Regions from separate parts of the Ctenopharyngodon idella genome. Here region 1 is linked to region 2. Evidence: chromatin contacts called from public Hi-C data. All regions are on one chromosome and are shown on one strand. Each heading gives the region's core, a stretch centred on a gene start, on an enhancer-like site or on the middle of the called end of the contact. The rest is flanking DNA. Distances are from core to core; before and after follow the strand shown. Region 1 holds the start of rgmb (repulsive guidance molecule BMP co-receptor b). Region 2 holds the start of si:ch211-117c19.1 (myogenesis-regulating glycosidase).

Region 1 (3,027 bases), core at 482-2,981, 130 kb before region 2:
TATTGCAGCTAAAAGGGAAAGCATAGAGCTGAAGATAAAGGAATCCTATCAAGCGTTATACATATAAAACCATGAAAGGGACAATGACACTTGACATTGTCATTTCATATTCAATAAAAATACTAATACTTTTATGGATAATTTTGTTTTTTTCTGAAATTATGTTGAAAACTAACACATATTTAGGTTGAGTTATTTCATTTTTTTTTTTTTTTTTTTTTTTGCTTCATTGAAGAATAGTGAAGTGCATAATGCCTGTCTGCCCGGGGTCCATGTTAAATTAATTATGAAGGTGTGACTGCTCAATGGACACCCAGCAGCATTCCATATCCTCTTAATTCGCAATGGCATTAACACAGTCTACGGCCAGGACACCCAAAGTGGAGCACTTGACAAGGTGCCAAGTGAAAACAGGGCACCAAATGTGTAGTATTCACAGTCTCCTGCTCAGAAGCCAACCCATTTTCAACGAAATCATTTAAGACTTGTCCAAAGTGGTAAAAGGCACCAAACTAACTGAATTTAGGCTTTTAAGCAAGTAAGTAAATAAATAAATAAATAATTTCTGATTAGGCTAACTGAGCAGTAAATGGATTATTTTTTAAAACATGTATCAATGCCGCAACAACAACAAAAAAATAAATAAAATAAAATAAAATAATAAAAATAAATAAATAATTAAAATACAGATCAAAATCTAGATATATGCGCACAAATATTAACACAATGACTTCCCTATCTTATTGAACCTGACAGCATGCTGCCTGCTATCACAATAACAAAAGCAAACAACAAATAAAACCGAATAAAACAATCACTCATGAATATAATATGAAATTAATTAATATTACGATCACTCATAAATATTTAATATCCTTTAAAAAGCAACCAATCCAGTGAAGCGCACGAGGGACGCGTAGATCAATGCACTACATTTATTGGGAATAAAGATACAATAAGTGTGCAAGAAGAAGACACGGATGAAGGACACTGCCTCAGACTGGAAAACTGTCACATAAACAACTATAATTCACTTTTTCCGTAAGGACATAGCCTAACAAAATATTAACCAGCAGTGTCATAATATAGCACGTAAATCCTATTTAATATTTATACCTACGAGCGACAATTAAACAGCCCTAAAATACAAAAGCTACTTTTAAAGGTATTTTAATGTATATTCTAACTTGTTTACGTCCAGCGAATTATGCATAAAGTCGTAAAAGTGGTAAGACCATGTTTACCTATGTGAGTGAGAGAGGAGAGGGTGCACAGCACTAGTAGATGTAGTACCGGAGAGATGAGGCGCTCAGCCCCGGGGTAGTAAGATCCTGCTCTCCCCATACCCATCCATCCATCCAGAGAGACTCAAGAGTACTCCACGGGTCAAGAGATCGGGCCTCGCTTCTCCCAACTTCACGTAACGTAGGGATGAGTAACTCTGTTAAGACACGGCTACTTTTTTAGGTAACACACACACACCGTCCATAAGAGAAACAAAGTAGCGATTTTGGCAAGTCCGATCCAAAACACTTCTTCCTGGAGCACGGGAGGGGAAAAAACTATTTAATTTGTATTCGTTTATCTAATCGGCGAAGATAATCAGTCTGAAAGAAATCTGTAAACGTGCTAAAATTAATCTGCGCCCCGCGATCGCCCGATTCATGTTGCCTACACATCAGATTTCTCCGCCACAAGGAAATCTAGCCCCGTCTTTCCCCAATGATCGATAGCGAATCAACCTAACCCAGAGTTTAGCGGAAACCCCGCCCACTCCGACACACAAACTCCGCCCCCTAAACCATACACCCCAGCCGCAGATTGACAGCAAAGCTCTCACTTTCAGCAAGGAGAAAATAGACGCAGTTAAAAATAAAAACGAACTAGTTGACTATCAGGGCAAGATATTAGCATAATAACACCACAGTACAGTGATAATTTATTAAATAGATTTAGGTAAACAAACAGTTGGGGAAAAAATTATCTTTCATGGCTTCAATAAAATAAAATAAATAAATAAATAAAATGCTGCAAATGATTATTATTATTTTTTAATTCTAGTTTTTGATACCTATTATAAAATTAGAAACCTTTTCAACTTGCCTTCATTAAACTTAAAGAATGCACAGTTCTTTTCAATAAACCATTCGATTCAAGAGTGTTAAAGGGTTAGTTCACCCAAAAATGAAAATTCTGTAATTAATTACTCACCCTCATGTTGTTCCAAAACCATAAGACCTTTGTTCATCTTCAGAACACAAATTAAGATATTTTTGATGAAGTCCATGCGCTCTCTGACTCCTCCATAGACAGCAATTTAATTACCACTTTCAAGGCCCAGAAAGGTAGTAAAGACATTGTTAAAATAGTCCATGTGACTACAGTGGTTCAACTTTATTTTATAAAGCAACAAAATGTGTCATTCTCCTACGCTGTTTATGTTCAGCTCTTCCAGGTTCTACGTCAGAACGGCAACTCATTATTGGCCGGCTCCTGCGTCAGCATCACGTGCATGCGTCGTGCTGCTCACATGAACAGCATCGGCCAATACTGAGCCGACATTCTGACGTAGAACCTGTAAAGGCTGAATGTAAATAGCGTAGGAGAATGACAGAGAAGAGAAGAAACTGTTGAATAAAATCGTTATTTTTGATTTGTTTTTGCACACAAAAAGTATTCTCATCATAAAATTAAGTTTGAACTATTGTAGTCATGTGGACTATTTTAACGATGTCTTTAATACCTTTCTGGACCTTGAAAGTGGCCGTTAAATTGCTGTCTACTAAGGAGATTTAGAGACATCTCGGTCTCAGATTTTATCAAAAATATTTAAATTTGTGTTCCAAAGATGAATGAAGGCCTAACGGGTTTGGAACATGCACATACAGTATACTAAAAGGGTTAGTTCAGCCCAAAATGAAAATTCTGTTATTAATTACTCACCCTCATGTTGTCCCATAAGACCTTCGTTCATCTTCGGAAGAGAAATGAAGTTCTTTTTGATGACAGAATGCTGTCAGATTTCCT
Region 2 (3,340 bases), core at 453-2,952:
ACCATGCTACCATGGCAGCAAGAACCAGTATGACTCCGAGCGCACTTGCTGTTATCAACGGGCTGCTTGGTCTGCTTATTCTATTCCGCTTAGGCGGTGAATAACGGCTCATGGCACCGATGCCAATATCTCCAACAGTTGCTGATACAATCTGGTACATCTTCACAACACTCTTATGCACACAGCCGTCTGTAAAACGTTTCTAACTCATGAGCGGAACGCAGACTGTTTTAGGTGTACTGCACATGGGCTGCACGTGGTTGAAGCAGCAGCCGGCCAGGACAACTTGAAAATTGCCATGCCTAGACATATTGAGACAATTTAAAAGGAATATTATGTAAAAAATATGAAGTACTTTTTTCATGCAAAAAATTCAGTGTTTGAAAATGATTAGTATAGTATAGGAACTTTAATGCAATTTATCATACATCTTTATGGTTCAACCAAAATTGAAGATTCTGTCATCATTAACTCATCCCTCAAGTCGTTCCAAACTTTCTTTCTTCTGTGGAACATAAAAAAAGATTCTGTCTCGTATTTTTGTCCAATGGAAGTCAATGGTAACAAAAACTTTAGTTACCAACATTATTCAAAATATCTTTGCTTGTATTCTTCGGAAGGAAAAAGTCATACAGGTTTGGAACAACATGAGGGTGAGTAAATGATGAAGGGATTTTTATTTTTGAGTGAACTATCCCTTGTAGACATGATAAACTGCATGGGAAAATCCACAATTGTGAGCCACAAAAGCAGATTAAAGCTGTTGTTGTTACACTACAGCAGCTGAACAGTCCTCTAGGCATGTATTGAACATACAGTTTCCAATACAGGGTTGTGATGTCCTGTAACAGGCACACTCTATGGATTTGATGGACATTTGCAAAAGAATAAAAGTATAATTTAAACAATTGTAATTACAATTTCAAGGATGCAACTGTGGGAATTAGCCACTAGTTGAAGAGGCTCTAGTTTAGCACTTTAGCAGATTCATCCTCATCACTATTAGCACCAATCACAGAAAGAAACACTTAACAAGTGCTCTCTGACACATCACTTGACAGATTAAACTACAGTAACACTGCTGCTAGTTAACTAGAGATTAAGTGTCTTGCAGATAATATTTCACGTTCATTACAGGTTTTGAGGTATTAATTGAAAGCACAAAGATTTATTTTATGTTATGGCACCTTAAATGCAATAAGTAATATATTTTCATCAGTTACTTACATTTTGTGTCCAGATGAGATAATTCGTAAGGAAATACTACAATACAAAACTATGAATATGTGAATATTTTACTTTCACTAAACAATTGTAGTTCCTTTGTCCTTGCCTTGACGTCTGAGAATTCACGAACATCTTCTGAAACTTACACACAACTACGAAATTAAACTTTTCATGAAAATCATAAAAGTGTTTAAAGAAATAACCTTACTCTGATAGCGACATTAGGACTGTCACTACACAATGCTCTTGCTTGAACGTTCATGAAAGCAAAAGCAAGTTTGACCGGTTTGTGTGAATCATGGGTAATGTAGTATTGTGAGATGTGTGGTGAAAGTCTTTTATTTGATGAGAACATAAAATTGTACTTGAAAGCAAACACGAAATCTCTGTGTATATAGGTCAGAAAAAATATTTAGTAGCATTGTTTGGAGTTTATAATTGTATTTTCCATAATTAAAAAAACCAAAACGTTTCAACCAGGCTTTGTATGTTCCATAACACACTTATTCCACTAGATGGCAGTGAATAATAAGAGGGAAAAACGTCACAAAACTGATCAAATAAAAAGAGGACGGTTTCTCTTGTATTTCTAGAAGCTTTGACAAAGCCCTGACAAAGACATTTTCATTTTTAAAAAGTTGTTTAATAAATGTAACATTGTGAGTGAGAATGTACTGTATACAACCCATGAGCTGAACTTTGTCATTAGTCCAAACAAGTTTTTACTCAGTGTAAAAACAAACAAGAAAACAATCACCTCAGCAAACAGAAATTGAAAATTGCTACCTAGCAGCATGCCGCTAAGCAATGTCAACACATTACAAAACTTAAAAAGTATTTTCTGATATTCTCTAAACAAAATACACAAAAATAAGACAGTCCCCAAGCTGTCTCAAAGCTCAAAAAAATATCAGGCTATATCAAGACTTATAGACACATCATACCACCTATAATAAGGAACAATGAAACGTGTGTCTTTCCATGTAGTCATGCATGGCCAGAATCTGCAGAACACTGTTGAGTCTAACAAATGTTCTTTTCTCTGTCTACCAGTCTCCCTGTCCCATGTGACACACAAACAAAAATATATCAGCCTCGGCCTCACTTAGTACTCAATTTCATTAAAATTTTCAGAGAAGCCCGAGTATGGGATGCTGTCTCCAGGATCTAGAGAAAGTGAGACAGAAAGAGAGAGTTAGGCACAGTATAAACACAATATGAGTCTTACAGGGTCCCATATTACTGCTGCCTCAGTAAACAGAATCAGATAACTACAGTAACAGTATGTGATCCCTCCATAGACAAACTCCAATGAGAACTGCACTAAAGAAACCACCTGCTCCCCCTACCTGCTGTTACTGCAATGCAGTCAACTGACCTCACACAACCTACTGCAATACATCAAATAAAAGAAATCAGAGGATGAGGCGATGCATGAATCACTGACACTTCCTGTTCAACCTTAAGGTTATGCATCTGAATTCACATACGTCAGCACATAAGAATACATTTACAGTGCTCAGCATAAATGAGTACACCCCCTTTGAAAAGTAACATTTTAAACAATATCTCAATGAACACAAATACAATTTCCAAAATGTTGACAAGACTAAGTTTTATATAACATCTGTTTAACTTACAACATGAAAGTAAGGTTAATATTATAACTTAGAGAACTAAATTTTCAGTTTTACTCAAATTAGGCTGATGCAATAATGAGTACACCCCACTGAAAGTCTCTGGAGCAAAGCTAAATTTTAGACTACAACTGTCTAATTTAACAATTCAACCACAGGCAAGTCTAATTATTCATTCGACAGGTGTCCAGCAGACAGTTCACTATAAAAGGGTGTTAAAACCCCTTCCCATTTCATGCTGTCAGCAATGGCACCACATGGAAGAGAAATGTCACAAGACCTGAGAAAGAAAATAATTTCTTTACACCAGAAAGGTGAAGGCTACAAGAAGAACAGCAAAGCTTTACTTATCAGTCAGAATACTGTAGCAAAAGTGGTAAAAAAAAGAAAAAAAAAGAAAAAAATCTGCAACCATCTCACAGAGATGTCCAGGTCATCCACGGAAGTTAACACCTCGACAGGAGTGTCTTCTGATG

Evidence for each region. A called contact is a pair of places that touch in the nucleus more often than the background predicts.
Region 1: a Hi-C map of muscle shows a contact between it and region 2, with 4 times the contacts expected there. The contact joins the promoter of rgmb here to the promoter of si:ch211-117c19.1 in region 2. A contact is called at or near these places in 2 of 2 Hi-C or Micro-C datasets (both in muscle).

The regions. Positions count from the first base shown.
Region 1 is chr5:14,559,210-14,562,236 of HZGC01, reverse strand. rgmb (repulsive guidance molecule BMP co-receptor b) reads right to left here and starts at 1,731. Exons shown (of 3, transcript XM_051895113.1): 1 at 1,245-1,731. The coding sequence starts at 1,350.
Region 2 is chr5:14,429,572-14,432,911 of HZGC01, reverse strand. It overlaps si:ch211-117c19.1 (myogenesis-regulating glycosidase), which reads right to left and starts at 1,702. Exons shown (of 4, transcript XM_051895045.1): 1 at 1,436-1,702; 2 at 1-302. The coding sequence starts at 160. It overlaps mamdc2a (MAM domain containing 2a), which reads right to left. Exons shown (of 14, transcript XM_051895047.1): 14 at 1,849-2,394. The coding sequence ends at 2,333.